Regions from separate parts of the Sus scrofa genome. Here all the other regions are linked to region 2. A link is a contact called in public HiChIP or PLAC-seq data. All regions are on one chromosome and are shown on one strand. The core of a region is the stretch at or near the end of the contact, and the rest is flanking DNA. Distances in the headings are between cores, read along the strand shown. Region 1 overlaps C10H9orf3 (aminopeptidase O). Region 2 overlaps C10H9orf3 (aminopeptidase O). Region 3 overlaps C10H9orf3 (aminopeptidase O).

What was found. HiChIP or PLAC-seq counts read pairs in DNA pulled down with a chosen protein or histone mark.
Region 1: an H3K27ac HiChIP or PLAC-seq map of alveolar macrophages shows a contact between it and region 2. The contact joins two enhancer-like sites. A contact is called at or near these places in 2 of 2 datasets of contacts at active chromatin or transcription factors (alveolar macrophages and skeletal muscle).
Region 3: a contact with region 2 is called in an H3K27ac HiChIP or PLAC-seq map of alveolar macrophages. The contact joins two enhancer-like sites. A contact is called at or near these places in 1 of 47 Hi-C or Micro-C datasets (embryonic fibroblasts) and 1 of 2 datasets of contacts at active chromatin or transcription factors (alveolar macrophages).

Annotation. Positions count from the first base shown.
Region 1 is chr10:27,358,862-27,362,090 of Sscrofa11.1, reverse strand. All of the region lies in intron 5 of C10H9orf3 (aminopeptidase O), which reads left to right. Among named protein-coding and RNA genes, the nearest start is that of C10H9orf3, 110 kb to the left of the region's middle. Within about 2 kb of position 1,345, at least 8 of the 83 cell types and tissues checked have an H3K27ac peak or open chromatin away from gene starts, as enhancers often do. A contact at or near this core is called in alveolar macrophages, where this site is marked.
Region 2 is chr10:27,187,236-27,190,530 of Sscrofa11.1, reverse strand. All of the region lies in intron 12 of C10H9orf3 (aminopeptidase O), which reads left to right. Among named protein-coding and RNA genes, the nearest start is that of MIR23B, 110 kb to the right of the region's middle. Within about 2 kb of position 1,925, at least 37 of the 83 cell types and tissues checked have an H3K27ac peak or open chromatin away from gene starts, as enhancers often do. A contact at or near this core is called in alveolar macrophages, where this site is marked.
Region 3 is chr10:27,408,092-27,411,662 of Sscrofa11.1, reverse strand. It overlaps C10H9orf3 (aminopeptidase O), which reads left to right. Exons shown (of 19, transcript XR_002336299.1): 3 at 3,133-3,299. Among named protein-coding and RNA genes, the nearest start is that of C10H9orf3, 62 kb to the left of the region's middle. Within about 2 kb of position 1,497, at least 4 of the 83 cell types and tissues checked have an H3K27ac peak or open chromatin away from gene starts, as enhancers often do. A contact at or near this core is called in alveolar macrophages, where this site is marked.

The sequences.
Region 1 (3,229 bases), core at 96-2,595, 170 kb before region 2:
ACTGTGAAATTGTGTTTATCCTATTCTCCATAACTTGAGAAGTTTAAAGAGAATGTCTTTCTTAAAAACGAACCCACGTATTTGATATTTTTATAAGAAGTGCCAGATTTTCTGGTCAAGAGAACTGGATATCATTTTACACAATTCGAGCCATCAGTTTTATTTGTTTAGGCTGTGCCCTGGCGATGAGTGAATGGTACTAGCTGGTGTGGAGACCTGCAGCTGGGCTTCTAGGAGCAGAGCATGTACCCCAGAGGTAGGCCATCAAGAGGCTGTGCTGAGCTCAGACCAAAAGGCCAGCAACTGGTCTTACAAAATAATGCCTTTGCGTAGGTTTCAAATCAGAAAATGTGAAGGAGGAAACAGGAAAATCTTCTTGAATCACACTGAGGAAAAAATGAAGGGGAAAGCTAATGCTATCTCTTTTTTTAAATAGGAGGATGTTGAGAAGACAGAGATTTTTTTTAATGGTCTTAATCTTCAGACTTAGGCAGAAGGCCAAGCGTGATCTGAATACAGAAAACATAGAAAGGGAAGTAAAAGTAGTGGGTTATGGAAACAACCAAATGTTTCTGAATTTCCAGGCTCTTCAAGGAATTGGTTGAATCGTGGCAGAGTTGCTGAGACATTTCTTTGTGTGTGTATTTTTAGGGCCGCAGCCGTGGCATATGGAGGTTCTCAGGCTAGGGAACCAATCGGAGCTGTAACCACCGGCCTACACCACAGGCACAGCAACACGGGATTCGAGCTGCGTCTGAGACCCACACCACAGCTCACGGCAACGCCAGATCTTTAACACACTCAGGGAAGTCAGGGATCCAACCTGCATCCTCATGGATACTAGTCAGATTCATTACCCACTGAACCACAAGGGGAACTCCTGAAACATTTTTTAGAGCTCAGTTGAATATCCATGTACCACTTCCCACATAATTCCAGAGCGTATCACCTCAAACTCAATTTTAAATAGGAGGCAGGGCCCAGCCTGCTACTCCATTATGGTTTCATGTTGGCCAGAGTAATCTAATTTTTTTTGGTAACATCAATGGGAGGCAAGCAATAGACATGATTTATCTCAGCCTTGATAAGGCATGACACTAAAGAACACATTTGGAAAATGTTTCACCAGCATGGCAAATTATTTTTTTAAGTCTCTGAAGGGCAGCCACTTTAGTGGATACAAAATTAATATAAGCTGTAGACCTCTGCACTCTGCGCGTGCACACACAAACCGTAGCATCCAGCCTGTTGACCTCCTGGTAGTTACTTCCTGTAGACAGACAGACAGACACACACACACAGGATACAGTGATCCCCACACTAGTGGAGCAGAACAGTCATCACTTAGGGGGAACAAAGAGCACCATCAGAGAAGGGCTCAGAGTCTCAGAGAGGAAGTGATTGGAGCTGCTGGTCATTTGTGTCACCTCCCCCCGCCCCCCGGCAGGACCCTGGACCCCTTGAGGGATGGGACGATCTTGTTAAAAGCTGAAGCAGGAGCTGGAGGGATATTTTTCTTGTACTTTCCAATGAATGCCTCATCTGGTGGGAAATAGACTTGTGCTTGTCTGGTCTCTAAGGCCAAGTGTAATGACTCTTCATAAAAAGAAATTACGAGGAAGTCCTTTCTTATAGCTGACCCTTGCTCCTCTTACTTAATAGCACACCTTCCCCCAAAGTCTAACTCCAGCAGCAGAAGCATCCGGAACAAGGGGGTGTTCTATTTGCTTATTTGCTTTGATACTAAGCCTTCCAGCTTTTGCTTTTCTAGGCTAGATAATCCCAACATTTTTGAGTTCCTTATTATACTTTCTCTTTTCCTTTTCTTGAATTATCTCAGTTGCTTTCTTCTGGATCAGTTTTAGTTCTCTCCATCCCTCCGATGTTGAAAAGTCCAAAAGCAGGCACAGGATACTGCAAAGGTGTCTCTGTGGTGAACATAGGATCCATTTATGGTGCTCTTAATTCTCGGCCTAGGTCTAGGCTGAGGACATTCCACGTATTGTCCCATTTAAGCCTTATAGCCTTTGCAGGGTAAGAGGCTCTTATTCCTGGCATTTGGTAGATGAGGAAACTCAGAAAAGAATGATTCTCTGTCTTTCCCATAAGAGACAGCTGACATTCAACCCTGCTCTCTGACTGTGCCATGATTTCATTCACCAATCACAGAGTCGTATAGTTAACTCTCACAGTTGTGCTGGGCACCTGATTCACTTTCCATTTATGTCATTGTAGTGCCCTTTTACTATTTTACTAACACACGGTTAGTCATTCCTTACTTCACACTGGTCTGTATGTGTTCCTGAAAATTCATCCTATTTAACTACTTTTCCAAGTTCTTTGATTCCATTTGGATTCTAACATACCCCTCCAAGAGACTGTTAGCTCTCCTAAGCTCGATTCCCTGGAGTATCTAATGAAGTCTCTTAACTGATGAGCCCCCTAGGAAAGTTGGGTGTCCCCAGGGCCCTCCCCAGTGTCATTCCCCACCCTCATCCCAACCCTGACCTGGGTTTCCATGGCAGACTGAACAGAAGGAGGCGTAGAGTGAGCAATAATGTTGGCTCTCTAGTGGCGGTGAATTTTTAAGTACTATCCATTCCAATTTGGAGTATTCACCAGAATTTCCTAGTAACTTCAGAACCAGGGAAATCTAACTTGGATTTTGTTTCAAGGCCAGGGTTTTCATGTACTCATTGCTCTTAATGAGAATCTGGGGACATTGCCAAGATGCCAGTTTATGGAAGCCATGCCTTTGGAATGAAAAAACACTACCTATGAGAAATATTCACCTGACATTGAATCGTATGGCAACCAGCATACTACACGGTACCAGGCAGGTAGATGACATTCAGTTGCTATTTATAAAGTGAGAGAAAGAATGTGTACAGGAGTCGCAATGGTGATGAGAGAAAGTTTATTGCTTGCCGATAATGTCTAGTGTGATTTCCCCAGTATTTGGACATTGGTTTAAACAAGGAAGAGTAAGATAGGAAACACCATTACAGTTATACCTGAGGTTAAAATTAAAGAGGATTCTCTCACAACACATTTTTTAGGAATAACCATCCCCACCACCACAACAAATTAATATTCCAGAATCTCTTCTAGCCCCTAAACAGAGGATCACAAGAGTCTTTAGTCTTTAGCATTTCTTTCTTGTGGGTCTTCAAGGCCCCTTCAAGGAGATAGAACTCAAAGCCTCTGACCAAGACAGGAATTACCAGAC
Region 2 (3,295 bases), core at 676-3,175:
ATATATATATTTATAAACGTAATCATCTTACTGAGTTGGAGGATCCCCGGGTCGGGAAAATGATGGTCCCTCACCCTGTGCCACAGGCCTCGGCCTCAGGTGACGGTGGTGTTATAGGTGGACCTTCTGGTCGACCCTGAACTGTGTGTTCAGTGAGGTCTTGCGCATCATGCTGTATACTTTGGGCGCCATGGCCAGGCAGCAGTTCAGTGCCACCAGCGGGCCTCCAGCTCTGCTCTTTGGGTACAGCCAACAAGTGAGTTGGCTTGCCTGCCGCTTTCCTCGGACCCGCCACGCCCAGCGTCTCCATCCTTTCCCCTGAGCGCTGCTGCCCCTAGACTTCCTCCTCCAGTTCTGCATCCATGCCTCAGGCTGCTCTTCTCATCTGAAGGAGCAGTTTAAATCTACTTCTCTGTCTTAGGGACTGATACCCACCACCGAGACTGCAGGTTTTCTTCTCTCTCTCCCTGTAGGCCCATGGGCAGCTCCAAGGGAGTCCTGGCCGCGTGGGAACCACCTGGCCTGGATCCTCCCCACCCCCCCCGACTCTCCCAGGCTCTCATGCTTCCTAGACCCTGAAGGGCAGCCTGGGGAACTGACCCTGGCTGGAGCCGGGGCCCTGGGAAGTTGGACTGGGGTATCTTGGGTGAGGCTGGTCAGAGGACCCTGGAGCTTCTCCAGCCTGGGCTGGCCCCCTTGAGCAGCTGCAGCCCCCTCATCGTGGGGTCTCTAGTGTCTGGGAGGGGACCCCCACGGTGGTGAAAAACTTTGCCCTGAGCCCAGGCAAGCAGCCTGGTTAGCCTGCTCGTTTCTGGTTTCACGGCTGGTCATATGAGCTTCCCCTTGGGAGTGTCTGAATGTCAATGAATGTCTGTGAACCATGAAATTAAGGAACAGGAGGGGCTGTTCTCCATTACCTTTTCATCCGTCTCCTTGCATCTTTGTCCTGTTCTACCACACAGGGGAAAATGTGGGCCACCAGCCACTGTGAGCTCATTCCTGAAAAGGTCGCATTGCCTTTGGTTCAGGAATGCGTGTCACCTGTTAAAACTTACTGGTTGGGCCCCATCCTTCTGGGAACCAAAAAGAATAAAATCCTGTGTCCCAAACGTGCAGAACAGAACAAGTGGAATAAGGCAGGCACCTGGTCCTGGGAGGCCATGCTTTCAACTCATGTATATTATAATGAGCTCCTGTGATTTCGAAAGCCTGGCTTCCAAACCAGACCCCTAGCGAGTGCAGAAATGCCAGGGAAACAAAGTTAAGAGTTGTGTCACCCTAAATAGCCAAGCCTTGCACTTCTTGTTTTCCATGGGGGTGAGGGGTGGCGATCCCCCTGGCCTGGTGTTCCTAGGCCCGACTGTTGCAAGGCTCCCAGACATTCTGAGCGTGGCCTGGAAGCTGGGAAGAGGTGGGAGCCCAAACAGCAGCATCCCAAAGTTCCTGGCCCAGAACAACAAGACCCCTGTGTTCAGCAGTGAGCCCCTAGGGCAGAGAAAAGAAAGAGTCCTTAATAGAGTACCCGGGAGCAGGCGCACCCCTCCCGGGTTGTAGCACTGGGGCTGACCCTCTGGCTCCCAGAAGGCTCTGTAATTTCCCCGGAAGAAGAGGAGGCTTCGCCACCAGCAGGAGGCTTTTGCTTTTCATTAAAAGGGGGAGGGGTGCGTGGAAGGGGGAAATTTGCCTCTGAGCGGTACATTTTTTCCAAAGGTCTCGTTGCATTAGCGACAGCTTATAACGTAGACAAGAATCTCCACTATAAACTGACGAAACCTGCTGTCAAAACACAGCCAGGTGCAGGGAGGCCGGCCCGGCTATAAATTGTCTTTAAGACCCAACTGGTATTTCCTCGGGTGCTTAACTGTTCGGTAAAAACAACAGCGTCAGACAGAAAAGCCCCTGATTGAGTGCGCATCTTCCCATTGGCGAATGATCAGAGGGCGTGTCCCTTCATCTCGTCACCCATTCGCTGCCGTAATTTATGTGGCTTGCTGAAGAGTTGCCTGCTCGCAGCCCTTTTCCAACTCCCCAAGTTCCTTCTCGTCTCCAGCCTTCAGAGAAGGAGTCCGCACCCTCTTGTTATGGGAACCTCACAGTGAATGGGACCCCTTGTTCTTTGTCCCCATCATTATAATATAAAGTTACCGGTGTGTTTGGTCTGGAATGACAACCAGAGCACCGAAATCGCTCCGACGCTCTTTGTTCTCGTTAAAAATTTCTGTCCACCAGCAACTGAAGTCACTCACGACAAAAGAGTCACGTTCTGCTGGTGAAGTTTTCATTCCACAGGTTACAGAGGCTTTTTGTCTTCTCTCAGGAAAGCTTGCCTCGAGGTTGGCCTCCATTTTCCTTTTTGGCCACGCTGAATGGAAATCATTTTTTTAATATGGAAATAGCTTCAGCAGCAATAAAAAGTAAGCACGAGCCCCAAAGAAGTAAAAGAAATTGGATCCAAACCTCTTTAAAGAAACACCCAACCCTATAACCTTTGGCTCTGCAAACAGTCTTAAAACTGATTGCACCATTGGTATGATAGATTATTTCCTTGTATGACTTTTTTTCTGATAATAGAAGTATTATATATTGAAATATAAAAAAGTTTCAATAAGAAAATAAAAATAAAACGACTCAGCAGAGTTCCCGATGTGGCTCAGAGGGTTAAGAACCTGACGTAGTGTGCATGAGGATGCGGGTTTGATCCCTGGCCTCACTCAGTGGGTTAAGGGTACAGCGTTGCCTGGAGCTGTGGAGTAGGTCGCACATGCTGCTCAGATTTGGCATTGCTTTGGCTGTGGTGTGGGCCTATAGCTGCAGCTCCAATTTGACCCCAAGCCTAGAAACCCTCACATGCCAAAATGCAGAAGTTTCCAGGCTGGAGATCAAACCCATGCCACAGCTGTAACCAGAGTCGCAGCAGTGACCATCCCAGAGCCTTAACCCTCTGAGCACCAGGGAATGTCCCCAGAGATAATTTTTGATAGAAATCCTGTCAGTCATTTTTTTGAATGTATGAATGTAGTTTACCCTTTTTTCTCCCTTTTTAAAATTAAAAATAATATGTTTTCTGTAGCAAGTTCAGGCAGTAGCAGAGTAAAAAAACATAAAAGCCCTTGTCCCTTTCAGTCTTACTCTGCAGAGATAATCTATGCTTGGTATATGCCTTGCACACACATTTTCTGTGCTATACATTATGTAGGTGCATATCCTTTTTAAACACATTTGGAATCTCATTATCTTATTTTTCATTTAAAAATGTGTCTTAAGCAGTTTCCCGTGTCCCTTGATATAATTGAAG
Region 3 (3,571 bases), core at 248-2,747, 220 kb before region 2:
CTGGTCACAAAGGCCAACCCTGATGCAGTGTGGGAGGGGACTCTGCATGGGTGTGAATACCAGGGACCAGGTCACTGGGGTCCATCTTGGAAGCTGGCTACCTCAGAGAGGCCTTCCCTTCCTTCTCCCTCTCCTTTAGCAAATCGCCAGGTCCTTCTAATTCTTCCTCTGCAGTGTTTCTCACCTATAACGTCATCTCAGATCTCTTTCTTCTGGAGGCTGATGGAAAAAGCCTTGGGGACCGCATACCTAAGGGAACAAGCAGAATGCATGATAATATGCCAGCAAGGTTTCCAACCCACCTTATAGGGAGAAGGGGAGTACACACCCTGGCAAGCTAGTGTTTTGGGGAGGATTTGTTCCCTGTGCATGAAAGGGAAAGCCTGTAACCACCAGGGTCACCCTAGGGAAGTGTGCTGCGTTCAAAAGCAAGACAGCACAGATACTTTCAGAGTGGCCTAAGCACCCTGGGACTTGAGACCACAATATGGGATAAGCGCCCCCTTTGCATGAGGCAGAGAAGGTCTTAGGATATCTCTAGGCAGAGGCCTCCCACTTCCCTGTAAGCATCACAAATAGGTTTAATTCAACAAGTCTACTTAGAGGAGTTCCCATCGTGCCTCAGTGGTTAACAAATCTGACTAGGAACCATGAGGTTGCGGGTTCAATCCCTGGCCTCGCTCAGCGGGTTAAGGATCCGGTGTTGCCATGAGCTGTGGTGTAGGTCACAGACGAGGCTCGGATCTGGCGTTGCTGTGGCTCTGGTGTAGGCCGGCAGCTGTAGCTCCAATTGGACCCCTAGCCTGGGAATCTCCATATGCTATGGGTGCGGCCACAGAAAATACAGAAAAAAAAAAAAAAAAAAAGGACAAGTCTACTTAGAGTGGAAGTGGATTCCTAGAGCTCAAGCTGTGGGGTCCATTCTGCTTCGTTGAGAAAGAAAACCTTGATTCTCAATGTCATTAGTCATTGTCAAAGGGAGAGGCATTACACGTGCCATGTAGACAATGGCAACATACTTACTCTCTTTCCACTAATGATACTTTTCTTCTTGGGATCCTTCTCTAAGATGGGCCTTTGAGGGAAAAAAGCAGGTGAATTTTTCAGAACTAGGCATACCTTGACCCCATATACCTGAGCTATGTGAGCTGCTAAAGCTCCCCCCACCAGTACCCATCCATCACCAGCAGCCCCATCTGGAAGAAGGTGGCTTTAGGGGGCTTTGTCCTTAGGGTCTCAGGCAGCCTGAGGCTGGAGAGTTAACCAAGGCTCATCAATTAACCGAGGATCTAAGGAGACCAGGGTGGAGCTCAGCACTCATTGAAACTGATGGAACATTCTGGGCCTTCCGTAAAAATTTGTCTTTGCTCTTGGCTCGATGATTCTGGAACACAGAATCCTATAGATTTAGAGACCACAACAGGCAGTAGAAGTCCTGCCCTTCATCCCCATTTAGCATGTGACTCAGAGTGGTCAAGGGACTTTCCCATGGCCATTTAGTGAGTCGGTAATTCAGCCAGGACCCAAGTCTGAATTTCTAAACTTCTTTCCCCGTCTCATGTCAAACCTGTGCATCATCACAGCATATACATTTCTAGGAGGTAGACTGCAACTGCATGTCTGCTGTAAGGTCCATTTTCGGCTCTTATTGTTTTCTTTGAATGACAAGGAACCTCCTCTCCCAGGCTTCCTTGCCTTTGGCTTCCTGCCAGTTTTGGCCAATGCAGGGCACTGGTGGAACATTTGAGAGCAGGAGGTGGGGAGAAACAAGGTATTTTCTCTCCCCTCTCTGCTTCTTTTGTGCATCTCTAGCAATGATGAGTCTCCTTTGGTCCCAGCGCCCGCCGGACCTTCCCACGGTGACTCTGGCTTCCGCCCAATGACCCCTGATGCTGTAAGCCTGTAACACCCAGTAACGCCAGCTCCTCCAACCTGTGGAGTCACAGCTACTTACCACTGTGGCTAATCTCTCGGTTGCCTCATTGTCCCCTGTTTGGCTTCTCAACTCTTCTGTAACTTGTATAACCAGTTCCCTGTATGAAAAGACCTAGACCAGGTTTCTCTTTTCCTTCCTGGACCCCAACTGAAGGAGCGGGGCCATCATTCTCCCTGTTCTTGCACACGGTAAGAACACAAGAGAGGTTTCGTCGTAACAACGTTAACAAAAAAGGAAAACCAGTTGCAAGAGAGGTAGTGTTCTGCCCTAATATTTACTCTATAAAACAAGCCAATTAAAACTATATCAGGTTTGCCATAACCCTGAAAAGCAAAAAGTAGAAATACTTTCCTAAGGCATCTTCCTCCGGGCCAGTCCGTGCCTCCTACACCCTAGTGTCGGAAGAACAGACCTCTCTCATCTCATAAATTTTTTTGTTTTCTATCTCTGGCCGTGACTTAATCATGGAAGGGGTTGTCCTTGATATGGGTGGGTCTGTATTTTTTAATTGTAGCAGAATGAGGCCTAACGTCATGCCATTGGTTTCCTGCACTTGCTTTGCTAACAGCTCTATCCTTGGCCTTCCCGTCACAAGCCTGGTTGTTGCGACCTACGCGCCTGTTTATATGCCAACCCTTGTTCTTGGCCTCCACACAAGGATTCCCACAAGGGTTCCATTGGCGATGGTGGTTTCCAAGATTGGGGGTATCTGCCTGCCAGCCCTGGATTTGAGACCACCAGCTTGTTTTTCTAAGCATTAATATCTCAGTGATCGCCTAAACATGTTTTCTTTTCCAGAATATTTTCCAAACGGTTCATAAGAATGTCCCTAAAACTTTTTCTCTTTTGAAGGCTTAAGGGCCTAAGGGGAGGGGCAAGGGTAATATAAATTTTAACTTGGCAGACTAGTATTTAAAACTTCATCCAAAAAATATTTTTCCCCTTTAAAACAAAACAAAACAAAACAACTCTCTTTATATAGTTAAGTAATTCATTTGGGAGAAGTTACCACTCCGCTATTCACATAGCCAGCCCTTGGCAGTTTCAATTCAAGATGCTTTGAAACTAGTCAACTACAAAGCCTCCGCTATTTTCTCTTTGAAAGCGCAACTTAACCTTCACTACCATGGTGGTGAGAAAAGTGACAACTCGTTTTAAAGATTCTTCTCCTTTGTTTCTTTGTCTTTCTTCTGCAGGCCATGTGTTTATACTATGGGATCTCCCATAAACAACAGGGCCCTTTTTCCATGCCAGGAGCCACCCGTTGCCATGTCAACATGGCAGGCTACAGTTCGAGCAGCTGCATCTTTTGTTGTTTTAACGAGTGGGGAGAATTCTGCCAAGCCAACACAGCTTCGGGAAGGTACTGTACATGTGTTCTGTGCTTCTTTATGTATTGCACACATGCTGGACACAGGAACCCCATACACAGTGTTTTTCTCAACTTTAAAAGAGCTCCTTTATTAGGTGGGTTGGACTGAACGCACTATAAAACATCCTGCCAGCGAAAACAGCAGGGGCTGGGAGGGGCACTTGGGCACCTAGGCATGGCGTGTGGTGCTCTTCATGCCAGAGTTATCAATTCCGAGATTATTTCGGCAGTTGCTCTCACCTGATGGTTTGTGGGCCATAAGT